2 separate regions of the Mus musculus genome follow, and region 1 is linked to region 2. The links are chromatin contacts, called in public Hi-C maps. All regions are on one chromosome and are shown on one strand. Each heading gives the region's core, a stretch centred on a gene start, on an enhancer-like site or on the middle of the called end of the contact. The rest is flanking DNA. Distances are from core to core; before and after follow the strand shown. Region 1 has its middle 16 kb from the start of Mir7004. Region 2 holds the start of Nfatc2 (nuclear factor of activated T cells, cytoplasmic, calcineurin dependent 2).

Evidence for each region. Hi-C and Micro-C count contacts between places; a contact is called where the count stands out from the background.
Region 1: a Hi-C map of cerebral cortex shows a contact between it and region 2, with 1.7 times the contacts expected there. The contact joins the enhancer-like site here to the promoter of Nfatc2 in region 2. A contact is called at or near these places in 16 of 39 promoter capture datasets (the 3T3-L1 cell line, the HPC-7 cell line, HPC-7-derived erythroid cells and 10 more), 1 of 15 datasets of contacts at CTCF or cohesin (CD8 T cells), 14 of 484 Hi-C or Micro-C datasets (CD8 central memory T cells, the N1E-115 cell line, Th1 cells and 8 more), 6 of 115 datasets of contacts at active chromatin or transcription factors (CD8 T cells, the SCID.adh cell line, embryonic stem cells and 1 more) and 3 of 9 other capture datasets (liver, macrophages and pancreatic islet).

What each region holds. Positions count from the first base shown.
Region 1 is chr2:168,620,838-168,627,817 of GRCm38.p6, reverse strand. No RefSeq gene overlaps it. Among named protein-coding and RNA genes, the nearest start is that of Mir7004, 16 kb to the left of the region's middle. Within about 2 kb of position 2,552, at least 28 of the 459 cell types and tissues checked have an H3K27ac peak or open chromatin away from gene starts, as enhancers often do. A contact at or near this core is called in the SCID.adh cell line, bone marrow-derived macrophages and cerebral cortex, where this site is marked.
Region 2 is chr2:168,585,205-168,591,794 of GRCm38.p6, reverse strand. Nfatc2 (nuclear factor of activated T cells, cytoplasmic, calcineurin dependent 2) reads left to right here and starts at 1,430. Exons shown (of 11, transcript NM_001136073.2): 1 at 1,430-1,733. The coding sequence starts at 1,604.

The DNA.
Region 1 (6,980 bases), core at 1,303-3,802, 35 kb before region 2:
GAGAAAGACTGGGAAGTCCAGCATAAAGAAAGTGGAGGAGGGGCGGAGGGTGGATAGATTATGCTGAAGTTTGGGTACTATTTTTTTCTACCCTGTGGAGACAGAGTACCTACTGTGTGTGAGGAAACACTAATCCTGTTCTTGGAGGAATGACACCATTTCTCTCTCTCTTCTCTCTCTCTCTCTCTCTCTCTCTCTCTCTGTGTGTGTGTGTGTGTGTGTGTGTGTGTGTGTGTGTGTGTGTGTGGCATGCAGTCCACCAACAGATACAATTCCAGTACCTGGTGGAGATGAGGTTGATAAAGAAGACAGATCTAGGGGAACTGTAATGGATGGGAGGTGATGAGGGGCAGAGAGAGGCTGGAAATCAGCTACCTGGACCTGGAAAGAAGGGAAGAGTGTTCCAGCAGTGATGTGTAAAGGCCCTGGGGTAGGAAGCACGAGGCATGTTGGAAAGGCTCACGGGAGGAGAGCTGAGATGTAGAACTTGGCCTCCAGGCCGAGGAGGTCTATAGCGTTAGACATAGCGTTCTGCACTTGAGCTGTGTCCTGTTCTTCTTCCCTCCTTGTCCCACCTCTACCCCTAACCAGGGGGCCTCACATGAGACCCTCTGCAGGCTGTCCTGCCCAGACCAGGTGTTGCATGTCAGCCCAGTTGACTATGAAATGGAGAGTTTGGATGAGACATGTGCTTGCTTTCTAGGCATACATGAAAGAGCCTTGCTCGGCCTAGATGGCTGGCGGCTGAGGTGGCTTCTTTCTCAAGTTCTGATGCAGAGCTGATCAGCCTCTTGGAACTAAACATGGCATATAGGAAGAACATGCAGAGGAAACCCCCACCGAGTGTGTCCCTGTCCCTAGTGTGCTCCTTTGGGTCAAGTTTCGAAGGCAAAGCCTTGTGCAGTCAGAACTGCGGCGCCCAGGCCGCATTCAGATTACCCACCCCCCTCCCCTGAAGAAAGAAGAGCCGGCTTCGGGAAGAATGCAGCAAGTGTCCTAAAGACGGGCAAGAATGTGTCCTCGTTTGTCCTTATATATGAAACAGATTTGTAGAGAGGCAAATCGGAGCCGCTAATGACACCCAGAGCCCTGCGGATTCCAACGGGGCTGGGCCAGGCAGGCAGTTGGCCCCCGAACAGCTCATCAGCCAGAGACACTGAGGTGGGTGATTGCTCTGGAAATGAAGCAGGAATCCTTCAAAGATGCTGCTGGTAATTAGAATCTAAGATGCCACTTTGTATGCACATAACTTAGCATAATATTGTCAGGCGGCTCATCAGCAGCAGGCGCATTAGAGAAAATGGCCCAGGGCCTCCAAGAGCTGGGCCAGCACACACAGAGCCACGGAGCCTCTGCTCTGCTAGGGCAGCCTGGGTGGAAGGAGAGGCAGCCAAAGGCCTGCAGGAGCAGGGGAGCCGACTCAGTCTGTAAAGTGATTGCTGTGCACACTACGAGACCTGCGTTTGGATTCCCCAGAACCCTGCTAAGAACTATGCACACCAGCCCCGGACCTCGAGCAACCTCTGGGGGAGGGCGGAGGATGGCAGCTCCAGGCCTCGTTGCCAGCCAGCCTAGGAGAATCAGCAATCTTCAGATTAAGGGAGAGACCCTGTCTCATGAGAACAAGGAGGAGAGCTTTTGTGGAAGACACCAATGTTGCTATGGTCACCCATGTGAATGTGTGTGCTTAGGCACACACGTATGCCCCCCCATCCCCAGACACACATAGCACAACACTTCTTAGATAGATGGAGCAGAGGCATAAAGGAAATCATTGTCACACTGAAGGCGCACTGGCATTGGGGGTCAGAGGCCAGGTGGGCTTGATATAACCCCAGTTAGAATGCTAGTCCCTTGACTTTCTCTCTGAGTGACCTGGGGCCAGTTGCCTAACCTCTCTGAGCTTTAGTTCCTCACCAGTTCTAAGAGTCAGCAATGAGGTGACGAGGCTGGGGGTGCAGACATGGCAAGGTTCTTTTCACAGGCATCTTTAGTGGGTAGGCAGAGACATTGCTATCACAACCCCACCCCTACCCGCACCCCCACCCCCAGCCTGCACCTAAAGCTCTGTGATCCTTGTCAAAACTGGCCCCTGCCTGGCACTCTAGACATCATCTGCCTTGATCGTTGTAGGTTATCAGGCCTGTGGCCTAGAGTCTTTGCTCCAAGGCAGACAATGCCTCACCTCTGTGTGCATGTCACCTGGGGTGTGCCGGGCTGGCTGGGCACCCAGCTGGGTCACAGTCCCCTGTAGGGCTGAGGTCTGTGTGACCACAGAGAAAGTAAAGTTGCCTGTCCAGGAATCTGTGTGCTCAGGGTTTTGGGAGAGACCGCATGGAAGCAATCAAACTGGAAAATGATTTCAAAGTTTTTTTTTTCTTTTTACATTAAAACATTCATTAATAAAACAGAAGGCAGAATTTGCTTGAGTTTAATAAATTCCAAAGCTTGGGAGACGAGATGGGGAGGGATTGGCTGGTGTCCACATGGGGACGGTAGCTTTGTCTCTGACTTCTGCTTCTGGAGTCCCTGGGGGAGGAGGGAAGGGGAACTAGATCCCAGACTGTCCTTTAGCTGCTAGGATCTGACCCAGAGCAGGAACTCAGCAAGCCTTCCTGACACCAGAAGGCTATTCCTTTGCTTAGTTCAGTGTTTTATAAAGTCTGGTGAAATATACACAGCAGGAAACCATGCAACTACTTTAAATCATGCAATGCAGGCGTTACATCGTGGAGCAGAGAACAGGACCTGGGGGACTCAGGAGCTTGAGTGGGGTTTCTGCCTTTCTGTCCCATGTCACACCCCACATACACCTGCATCTCACAGGGCAGGTATGCCAAGCCCCACTGTAGATGAGCAAACCCTGAGGGTTCATATAGTACTAAGAAGGCACAACCAAGAGGAAGATACCTGACGTCATAAAAAATTCCCTAACAACACAAATCAGATGGGACCTGTTCCCTGCGCTGGTTAGTCTTAGCTGTCAATTCTCCACAATCTAGAACCACCTGCAAGAGAGGTTTGCCCAGAGACTGTTCAGACCAGGTTGACCCGTGGGCAAGTCTATGGGGGGTTGTTTTGATTGTTAATTAATATGGAAAGACCCAGTCCATTATGGGCGGCACATTCCCTAGGCAGCAGGCTCTGAACTATGTAAGAGTGGAGAAAGCCAATTTAGTAAAACACAAGCAATCGGGTGGTATGAGGGCACCCCATTTTCCTCTGCTCTTGACTGTGGCTAGCTGCTTGAGTTCCTGTCTTAGCCTCCCCTCAGTGATGGACTGTGACCTGGAATTGTCAGACAAGCAAACCCTTTCTCTTCCTTGTTGCCTTTTGCTAAGGTATTTTATCACAGCAACAGAAATGACCTAGAATACTTCTTATCTAAGAGGAGGCTGGGGTTAGGAAGTCCATGGGAATAGTGCAGGCTTGGATTGTCATTAGAAACTGTCTTACTCACTGTTGTATGGCTGTGAAGAGGTACCATGACCAAGGCAACTTACAGAGGAAAGCATTCAACTGGGGGCTCGCTTACAGCCTCAGAAACTTGGTCTATCATCATCATCATCATGGCAGGGAGTGGGCAGACAGGCATGTTGCTGGAAAAGGACCTGAGAGCTAACTCCTGATCCTCAAGCTGCAGGCAGAGCGAGACTGGGCATGGTGTGGACTTCTGGAATCTCAAAACCTACTTTCAGTAACACACTTCCTCCAATGAGGTCACACCTCCTAATCCTTCCCAAACAGTTCAACAAAATGACAACTAAGCATTCAGATGGATGTGCCTATGGAGGCCATTCTCACTCAGACCACCACAGAAGCCCAAGCAGGGCCATCATTCCCGTGACCCGATATGGTTGTGGGAGTCTCTGACGGCTCAGCATCAGGGAAGTGAGGAAGGAGGTGGGCGTTCTCTGTGATGTGGGACCTTTCCAGACTCCGCTGTGGATCATTTCTGCAAACAACATCTTGGTCAAACATTCCCATTGCTACACCTGGATTACGATCAGATTGGGAATGCGGCCTTCCTCGGTGAAGCTCAGTTTCTGAGGTAGGCAGGGATGGTAGGTGGGTGAACAGCAATAGAGCAGAGGGGATATGAAGGCCAGCGAGCCTTGCGGTACAACTGACATTTTCCTGTACGCTAGAGGTGTCCACGTACTGGAAAGATTAGAACACGCAGGCCCGACCTGGCCAAAGACATTCCCTTGACTCTTAGAGCTCAAAATGTTTGACAACTTTCTTAGTCGTTTTCAACTTTTTAAAAACTATCTATGACACAGCCAAGTGTGTATGGTGGACCTAGTCCTGTTGCACCCTTGGTGAGTTTCCTTGCTGGTTCCTGTATGGCGGGGGTTGGATTTGCATTGGGAGAAATGGCTTACCCATCCTTAGTGATACTGTGCCTTGTACTCACAGATGGCTAAAGTAAAAGGGATGTGGCAAGCGTTGACAAGGATGTGGAGCAGTGAGGACTCCCACGCTGCTCCTGGGTGTGAGATGCGCCCACTTGTGAGGAGCGGATGTGGCAGCAGTCCCAAGATGGCGCCGGGGACTGCAGCTAAGTCTTATAACTTGCACCTGACTTCTTCATACACCTGAAAATAAGCCACGACCATCGTGAGAGCTGCACAGGTGCACCATGATGCTGGTGGTGTAAACAAGTCCATATTTGGTGGAGATATGCCCCTGACGCCCTGATTGGCTGAAGCTGCGTGCCTGGTGAGGTGACGTGGCCTGCCGTGAGTGGATGGGGGCTGAGAGCATATAGGCAGACCTCCGTGGGTTCCCGGGGTCCCCGTAGGAGCATTGAGGCGTTCCTGCAATAAAGGCTGTTGAGAAGAATCGACCGTGTTGTGTCTTCCTTGCCGGCCGAGGTGGACGCAACACACACTACTTTACAAAACAGCTTGGTAAGTTCAGAGCTGCACTGAGAGTCCCGACATGTGGTTGGGCTGGAGTGCAAAGACAACCCGGCCACAGCAAATGGGTCTGGCACATTGCTATTTAAACAATTAGTATTAACTAGCAGTTTCATTGAGATCAAAGCCATATACTGTGAAGTAGGAAACACCCTAAATGGTTAAGATCAGAGTGGTCATAGAGCCAGCAATTAATAACCCTCCTTGAGGAACCAAATCACAGTCAGGCAAAAAGCTTTCTGCAGATGTTTATAGTAGCAATATCCGTTAGAGCCCTAGAGTGGGCATGATGCTAGTCTCCATAACTAACCAAAGGGTGAATGTAATGTGGTATGTCCATACAGTGGACTATCATTCAGCAGTGAAGAGTAATGAAGCACGGTGCATGCTATCGTCGGAAGAAACCCTGAAAACAACACGAGTACACGAGTAGATGAAGCTGGGTGTGGAAGTTCTCGTGTGAACTCCATGATGTGTCAGAAGAGGTAGATCCATGGGAAGAGCAGCTAGCCATGGAGGGAACTGGATGGTTAGGGCCTTCCGTGGGCACCGAGCTTCCTTTGAGGTGACAATGACTGTACAAGGTTGTAAGCTTGCCTGAAACTACTGACTGTGGTTTACATATGTGACTCCTCTGGTGTGTGGAGATATGTATGTAGCAATAACACTGCTCCAGAAAGCCCTGGTTTCCACCTGTCCTACCATCCTAACAGGTGTGTGTTGCTTGAGGAGGACAATGCAGCATCTTCATAGCTGAAGGCCGCATAGCGCTTCCCTTGATGGGGGTCTCTTTTGTCCATTAAAACAATAACAAAAAAACCCAACATTGTAAATGGGTATAGTGTCCTCTCAGCACTTGGGAGACTGAGGCAGGATGGTGGCAAGTTCCAAACAGAAAAGTCCCTGTCAAAGAAACAACAGAACAGAACAAAACAACCCCCCCAGAATCAGACTTTTTTCTTACTGATGAGTACGGAGAGTGTTCTTGCTTCTGGATACAGATGTTCTCAGAAGTGTGAGTCCCGCCCACCCTGCCCCGTAGCTTCTCTCCTCATCCTCTTTATCATCCACATTTTGGAGCTGGGCCATCCTACCAGCCATGCTGTGGTGTCTCATGGTGGTTTGAAATTGCATTGGCTTGCTTTTCTGTCTGGCTTGTGGGTCCTGGTTCGTTCTAGTGCCCGCTGTAGCTGCATGAATGTGCTTGGCCTGCAGAGTCGTTTGAAGAGGGTCCATGCTCTCTGAGATAAAGTGCTCAAGAGAGCCAGATTGGACACCATTCTGTGGCCCACCATCCCCTGGCATGGCTTCAAGGCTGCTGGTGGTGACAGCAGCCATGTCACCCTCTGCCAGTCAGCTGCATTCCTTGATGGCATGTCTCGGAAGGCTGAGAAATTCCATCAGTGACGTTCCATTTCTGACTCCCAGAATTCTCTGGGGTCCCTCTTTGCCTCCATCCATAACGTGGTTCCTGGGGGGATTGCCACACTCTGTGGCTGCTGTCATTGTGGCTGTTCCCACCTTCTAATTACGAACAGAGCCGACCTCAGGATGGGGCACATGCCTCGTACTGTGAGTCACCTCGGGGTGCCGTCACTCTGGGGAGGACAGCCCCTGGGCTGTCTGAAGTCAAAGCTTGGCACTTGCTGTATGAGGATTATTGAATGCTTCTGGATAGAGGGAAGCTTTCAGGCTCTGGGAATGTGAGAGCTCTAGCCCTGCCTCCATAGGCTAGACCATCTATAAGGGTAGGAGGGCAGCAAGCCTCCCTCAGGTCTCTGCCCAGATGCCTCTCCTTCCGAGTGGCCATCCTCAACCTCCCCACCTCATTGTGCAGTCCTGCAACTTCCTGGTCAACCTTGTCACTTGATTTTTCCAGGGGGCACCTGGCTTCAGCATCATTCACTAAGATGTGAAGATGGTGGTTAGACACATTTGGGACTCTGAGTGCTTAGAGGGAAATAATGCATAGTGTGTCTTCAGTAGATGTGACACCAAGAAGAAAATAAGCCAAGTAATAGCAGTTGTGCAGCAAGATTAAGTCTCCCTGGGAGACTG
Region 2 (6,590 bases), core at 181-2,680:
CTTCTAGAGATCAAGGTCTTGGCTGGAGTCCCCACCCCTAAGACATTTGGATGCTCCCACTACAATTCTCCTTTATGCCCTGACAGCCAGAAGGTACTCTGTAAGCCTGGAACCTGGAGCTTTTAACCAGGCTCCACTGGATTGTAGTGTGTTGGGGAGTTTAGAAAAGCCTGCTCACAGCTCTTTACATCTGTGTCCTGTGACCAGGGTAGCAGGATAGCCTTGCAGTAGCCCGCATCTCAGCATCTGCAGCAGTTACTCAGCAAAGATTTCCGAAAAGAAAGATGAGAGTGGTTTGGTTTTGGTGGCAAGACTAGTTCTCTCCCTCTGTAGCCCAGGCTGACCTCAAATGAGGCAATCCTATTGTCTTTGCCTCTCTGGTACTGGGACTATCAGTTTGCCTAACCAACCACACCCATCTCAGTGATGGATGGCTTGAGATACACCTCCTCAGTGGAGAAGTGGCTCCCCCTGAAGAATGCTTGCCAGGCAGGAGTGCAGTCATTGTCACCAAGCTTGGGTGACCAGGACCAGAGGGCTCCACCCACCTAGACTTCTGATCTTTGGTCTTATCACCTCCTCTCTTGAGGTTGCAGTTGCAGCGGAGCCTGGCTTTTAAAAGCTGTTTTGGTGACTGTTATCATGCTGGGGTGGGGGTGGGGGTTATCAGGGAGCACTGCCCATCTCCGCTTTGCTACCTTGTTTCTTGCTCTGAGAAGTTGTTAACTGGGAGTCTCTTTGGAGGGTGGCCCTGGGTTCTTCAGCAGTCACCCCAAACCTCTGCCTTAGGGGCTTGATCAAAATTCCATAATATTGGGTTTGAATCCAGACTAGGAACTGAGAGACCCGAGGAGGAGCCTGGTAATCTACATCTTCCGTCAGCCGGAAGTACAGGTTACCTGTCAGCCCTGCCTCCCACACACCAGACCACTTCCTGTTCTCACTACCAGGACAGGGTCCCCAGATCATCATGAATCAAACTTCGCGTGTCACTTCCCTCTGGCGCCAAAGCCTTCGCAGCTTCTGCTGGTTTCTCTCCTGGTTATCAAAAGGGGTGATGATCTTTATCCCTAATTTGTCCCAACCGGCCCACAGTGGCTGCTATATGCTGGGTGGCACGTGGTAGGTGGCCCAGGCCTGGTCAATTGAGTTTAGAGCTTGCAAATCAGAGACAGACACTTTGGCATGAGCCATAGCTGTGGGCATCCCCAAGAAGACAGGGCGCCCCTCTCCTAGGAATCGGGAAAGGCTCAGCGAGTGGTCCCTAAGGTAGAGCTCGCAGGCAACAGCTTCTGACCGGACCCTGGGTCAGACAGCAGCAGGTGAAGCAGAAGTTGTCTGGGCCTGTCGCTCAGGCCAGACCGGGCGGTGCCCCTCCCCGTCCGGGCGGCGCCCCGCCCCACCAGCCACCGCCGTCCCCGCCCCCTCCAGGCTGCAACAGGTGCCTTGAGCAGGAAGCTCGCGCCGCCACCCGCTCCCCGGACGCGTCCAGGACCCACTGCGCCGTGAGCCATCCTCGGCCTCACCGTGCGCCACAGATACGGTGACCCCTGCTCTGCGCCCCGCGACTCTATACGAACCCGCATCCCGAACGCCCCGAGCCATGGACGTCCCGGAGCCGCAGCCCGACCCCGATGGCGGGGACGGCCCCGGCCACGAGCCCGGGGGCAGTCCCCAAGACGAGCTGGACTTTTCCATCCTCTTCGATTATGACTATCTGAACCCTATCGAAGGTCGGTAGAGGCTCCCCAAGCTTAGTCCTAGAGCCCTGGCGGGGACAGGGCCTAGGGACCCGATGCAGGGCTTCCTCCTGGAGCCTGCAGCAGGGGTTGCTCCTGCCCTAGTGACAGGGAGGGGAGCCAGAGTGGCCACACCATGGGGGAGGGGGGAGATTTCCAGGAGGTTGAGGGTCACTGTCAGTATAACAAAGGATGGTTAGCTCCCTAGTTCAGCCCAGAGGCTGTAGAGGAGATGTTTTTGCTTTCTGAGAGTGGCTTCGGTAGAGGTAGAGGGGCGTGTGCCCAAGGATGTCAGAGAGGCTGCAGCTGAGCCTGACAGTCTTACCCCTGAGGCTGTGAGACAGTGAGCCTGCGGCATCCTGGGAGCCGGTTGTTGGGGACTTTGTGTTGAAACTAAGGAAGAGGCTCTGTCTCATGCTTGAGGGTGGTTTGCCTCTGGTGCCAGGAGGCTGGCCCATTTCCTCTCCGAGTTTACCAGTCGTTGCAGGTGGACCAGGTTACTAAGTGAGCTTTCACCAGCCCCTCACCCATGCTCTCATGGATGGGGCACCTGGGAGAGGAGGACCGGCTATTTCTGCTGAAGTTTAGTCTGGCCCCCTATTGCTGGGGGCTGGGCAACGCCTCTGTCACTCCAGCATTTAACAGCATCTGTCAGAGGCGGTAGCAGGCTTTATGCCCAGCTTCACATTGCATTTTCTGGTTAGAAAACTTGTTGCCTGGGAGCAAACAAGAAAACCTAACCAGGTTTCCTGATTTTGACAGCCCAGCCCTTGCCTGCGGCAGGCTCAGGGGCAAGCCTGCTGGCAGCTTCCAGATGCCTCAGTGGCTGCGGGCTTGCGGGCATCTGGTGCCTGGTGCGTAGGAAGGGTTTTGATGCCAGGCTGGGGAGTTGCAGAGTCCTGGTGGCATTAACCCTTTCTTCCAGCAGGGTCCTCACGGACAACCTTTGGGGAGGGACTTGCTTTAGTGACGATTTTTACGTTTCAGCTAGAGATGATAATAATAGTCAAAGAGCCAGTGTTCATGTTTTTTAGAGGTCCGTTCTAGGGACAGGTTTCCCTTGAAAAGACACAGTTAGCAATCTGTGAGCCATTCACACACATCAGTGGGCTGTGTATTCATTAAGATTAAAGTCCTATCTAGCTGGCAGGGAATTCACACTCCTCTCTCAGGCTCTCTCTCTCTCTCTCTCTCTCTCTCTCTCTCTCTCTCTAGGTGAGGGTGGAGGGTGAGGATTTCCGGGGAAATAGTTTCCAAGCCAAATCTGGTGGGAGGTGCTTTTTATAGTTTTTCTTGGCAAGCAGAGCTCCGTGGCCAGCAGATGGGTGGCTTAATGACCATGGGAAAGCCTGGTACCCTGTGTTATTGTTGTGTTTTTAATAATATACTTTATTTGGGGGTTCCAGTTTTCCGTTTGTAGAAGCACTGAGATAGTAACACAGAGTTCCCAGATATCCAAGACCCCTTCCCGCAAGGCATACATCAGCATGGTGTATCGGTTTGATACTGATACTTTGTCATTGAGAAAAGCCCATGCTTTTTCAGTGAGTGTGTGTGTGTGTGTGTGTGTGTGTGTGTGTATGTGTGTGTGTGTGATAGCCTTGAAGCACTGTGTTAGAAATAGGTGCTATAAATACCTTATATATAGCCTATTTAATTTATTTCTGTGACAGGGTATCACATAGCTCAGGCTGGCCTGGAACTAGACAGCTTCCTGCCACTGCATCCTCAGAGTTGGGGTCACAGGCCTGTGCCACCCCTGCTTTATTTTATTTCTGTGATGTGTTCCTCATGGTTAGATTAGGGCTAGAGATGTTCGGAAGATCACAGCATGTGGGGCCATTCCCTTCTCCTGTCCTGCTGTCAGCCTGATTCACAGCTGTTGACCTGACCTTTCCCTCAGGGGACGTGAGTTTCTTCTCCCTGGCAACCCTCTTCCAAGTTGTGTTCTTAGGAAAGTCACCAGGTGAGACCCTTGCTCAGGTGCGGCTAGTGACGCTCTGGGAATCTGTTGGGGAAGCGTGGGTGTTGTCAAGCTGCTCAGAAGGGACTTCAGAGCCCTGGGAGGCAGATGTGACGTGCTTCAGCTCTGGAGGTCACCCTTCTCTGTGTCTTCATGGCAGGACTCCCCGAGAGCGGATCTGATCTTTATCTTGGTACTAGGCCTTCGTCTGGGATGATAGCATCCTGGTGATGAGCCTTAAATTAGCTGGGCAGGAGCCTGGCACAAATCCACAGCAGAAAAAGGGTCAACAGTGAGACAGATGCTATATGAAAAGTAGTAAAGGCACAAAGGGAAGTTTGGGGAGGCCTGACCAGCAGCCGTGGGTACACCTCTCACGCCTGCAGGCAGCTTCTGCATTTGACTCCTGGTTTACAGAGGAGAACTTAAAGGCACATGCGCTCTCTCTCTCTCTCTCTCTCTCTCATGTGTGTGTGTGTGTTTAAAGTTTTTATAAAAGGCAGAGCTGAAGTCAGAGCCCAGGCTTTGAACCACTATGGGAGGCCTCTGGCTCCTCCCCTGGATAGGATGGGAGACACTTGGTCCATGGGGCTATGGCAAGCATGGAACTGAAGACAGGGGTGGTGGGCTAGGGCAAGTCATTTGACATGTAAATGGCTGGAGTGAGTTAAGCCACTGAACTCAACCCCTGTGGGCTTTGCCTAGCATTTATTAAACCCGTGCTTTCACAGCCAGCGTGAACCAGGCACTCATCCAGCCGATTTCCTAATCACCTACCATGTCCGAGCCTGAGGATACCAGGACGAAAAGACCCAGCTCTGCACACGCTGAACTGTCTCGCCCCTTCTCAGGCCTCTCTTTTGGTTTTTCTTTTTTTTGTTTGTTTGTTTTTGTTTTTCGAGACAGGGTTTCTCTGAGTAGCTCTGGCTGTCCTGGAACTCACTTTGTAGACCAGGCTGGCCTCGAACTCAGAAATTCGCCTGCCTCTGCCTCCCAAGTGCTGGGATTAAAGGCGTGCGCCACCACGCCCGGCTCTCAGGCCTCTCTTGACTTGTCTTTTTCGGGTGCACTGGCTGGTACCTCAAGTAGAAGATTACATAAAAATGAACATGGTAGCCATCTTCGCCTTTTTTTTAGAATAATATTTTTTTAAATTAATTTATTTTTTACACTCCATATTTTATTCCCCTTCTCCGGATTCACCCTCCGACTACTCCATATCCCATACCTCCTCCCCGCCCCCCAGAATAATATTTTATTTTTAACTGTGTGTTTGTGTATGTAACCGTGTATGGGCATGTGCGCCGTGAGCATGCGGGTGTCTGCAGAGGTCAGAAGAGGGCATCGGGGCCTCTGGAGCTAGAGGTGGAGTTGGCTGTGAGCCACCCAGTGTAGATGCCGAGCACTGGGCTCTGGTCCTCCGTAAGAACGACCTTGGGTTTGACCTTGGCAGGAGGACCTTGGCTGCTGGTGTAGGATGAATGCATGTGTTATGCTCTGAAGGTATTTATTCCTGTTTCCCTGGGAGTTTACTAGAAACAGGACCCGGTTGGCATAAAAGTGTCTTTTAAGTGCCTATGACAAAAATATAATCTTATTCTTAGACCGGTTGCACATTGGTTGATACAGGCCATCTGATCATAAGCATGTGAGTGTATACTGTAGGTAAGCCCACTGTTCCCAGTATAAACACTACTCGGCCACTATGTGCATTTTCCTGTGGTGCTGCTGTTTGATTGTATACTAAGGGCCTTCCCAGCAGTATTCCTGAGTGATACTTATCTGTGACATTCTCATGTGTGCAGCGGCCTTAGGTTTCTCTTCTCTCTATGCCGAGGGACTTGTGGGAGTCATATCTCTCCTTCCATCATGTGGGTGCTGGGTACTGAACCCAGGCGGTCAGGTTTGTTGGCAAGCTCCCCCACCCCCACCCCCCACCCCCCGCCATTCCCCCCATAGCCACCTCACCACCTCTATTTATGCTGTTTCTACAGGAGTCAGTTTGGGTAAATTGTATCTAAGAAATGATCCAACCCTGTTTCCACGTTTGTTTGCCTGGAGATGTTTCAAGAGCAAACTCTCGCTTCTCTGCTAGTGGTTGAGGTATCCACGGTTATCCTGTGTAGAGAGGAGGGTTAGGGCACTAGGGTCCTGGTGGCTGCTGATCCCACCCTGGAGGGGCGATGTGCTGCTGTTGGTGGCCCCTTCTGTTAAGGTTCTTTTGGGCACGCTCAGGGTTCCATGGTCTCTTCCTCCTCCCAACTTGGAATTCTCTGGTCACCTCCAGAAGTATCATTTCACTTGGATGCTGTGCTGGGGACAGACAGGTGGCAGTGCTTACAACCAGTTTACCTCAGTGGGTCTGACCTTTGTGAGGTCAAACAAATGCCCTATGAGCATGGCTTGCTGCTTTTCAGAGTCTCTTTCTGTGGTCCTTACGCTGCTGGGCTCACACTGTTTGAAAAGCTGATGAAAAATCACAGATCACTGCGCGCGCACACACACACACACACACACACACACACACACACACACACACGTACGTACATATGCATGAACTGGCTGTTTGAGCACACGTATGTCATGAGCACAGAGTATTCATACAAGCATACACCATCCACCTGTGGCCCCCAGGGCGCAGCCTCTCCCCACTCCCACTGCCTTGGGCTTTTCCCACCTTTTTTTTTTTTTTTGGTTTTTTGAGACAGGGTTTCTCTGTGCAGCCCTGGCTGTCCTGGAACTCACTCTGTAGACCAGGCTGGCCTCGAACTCAGAAATCCGCCTGCCTCTGCCTCCCGAGTGCTGGGATTAAAGGCGTGCGCCACCACACCCGGCTCTTCCCACCATTTCTCGAGGGAGCCCCTGATGTCACCTGCCCATCCATCCGA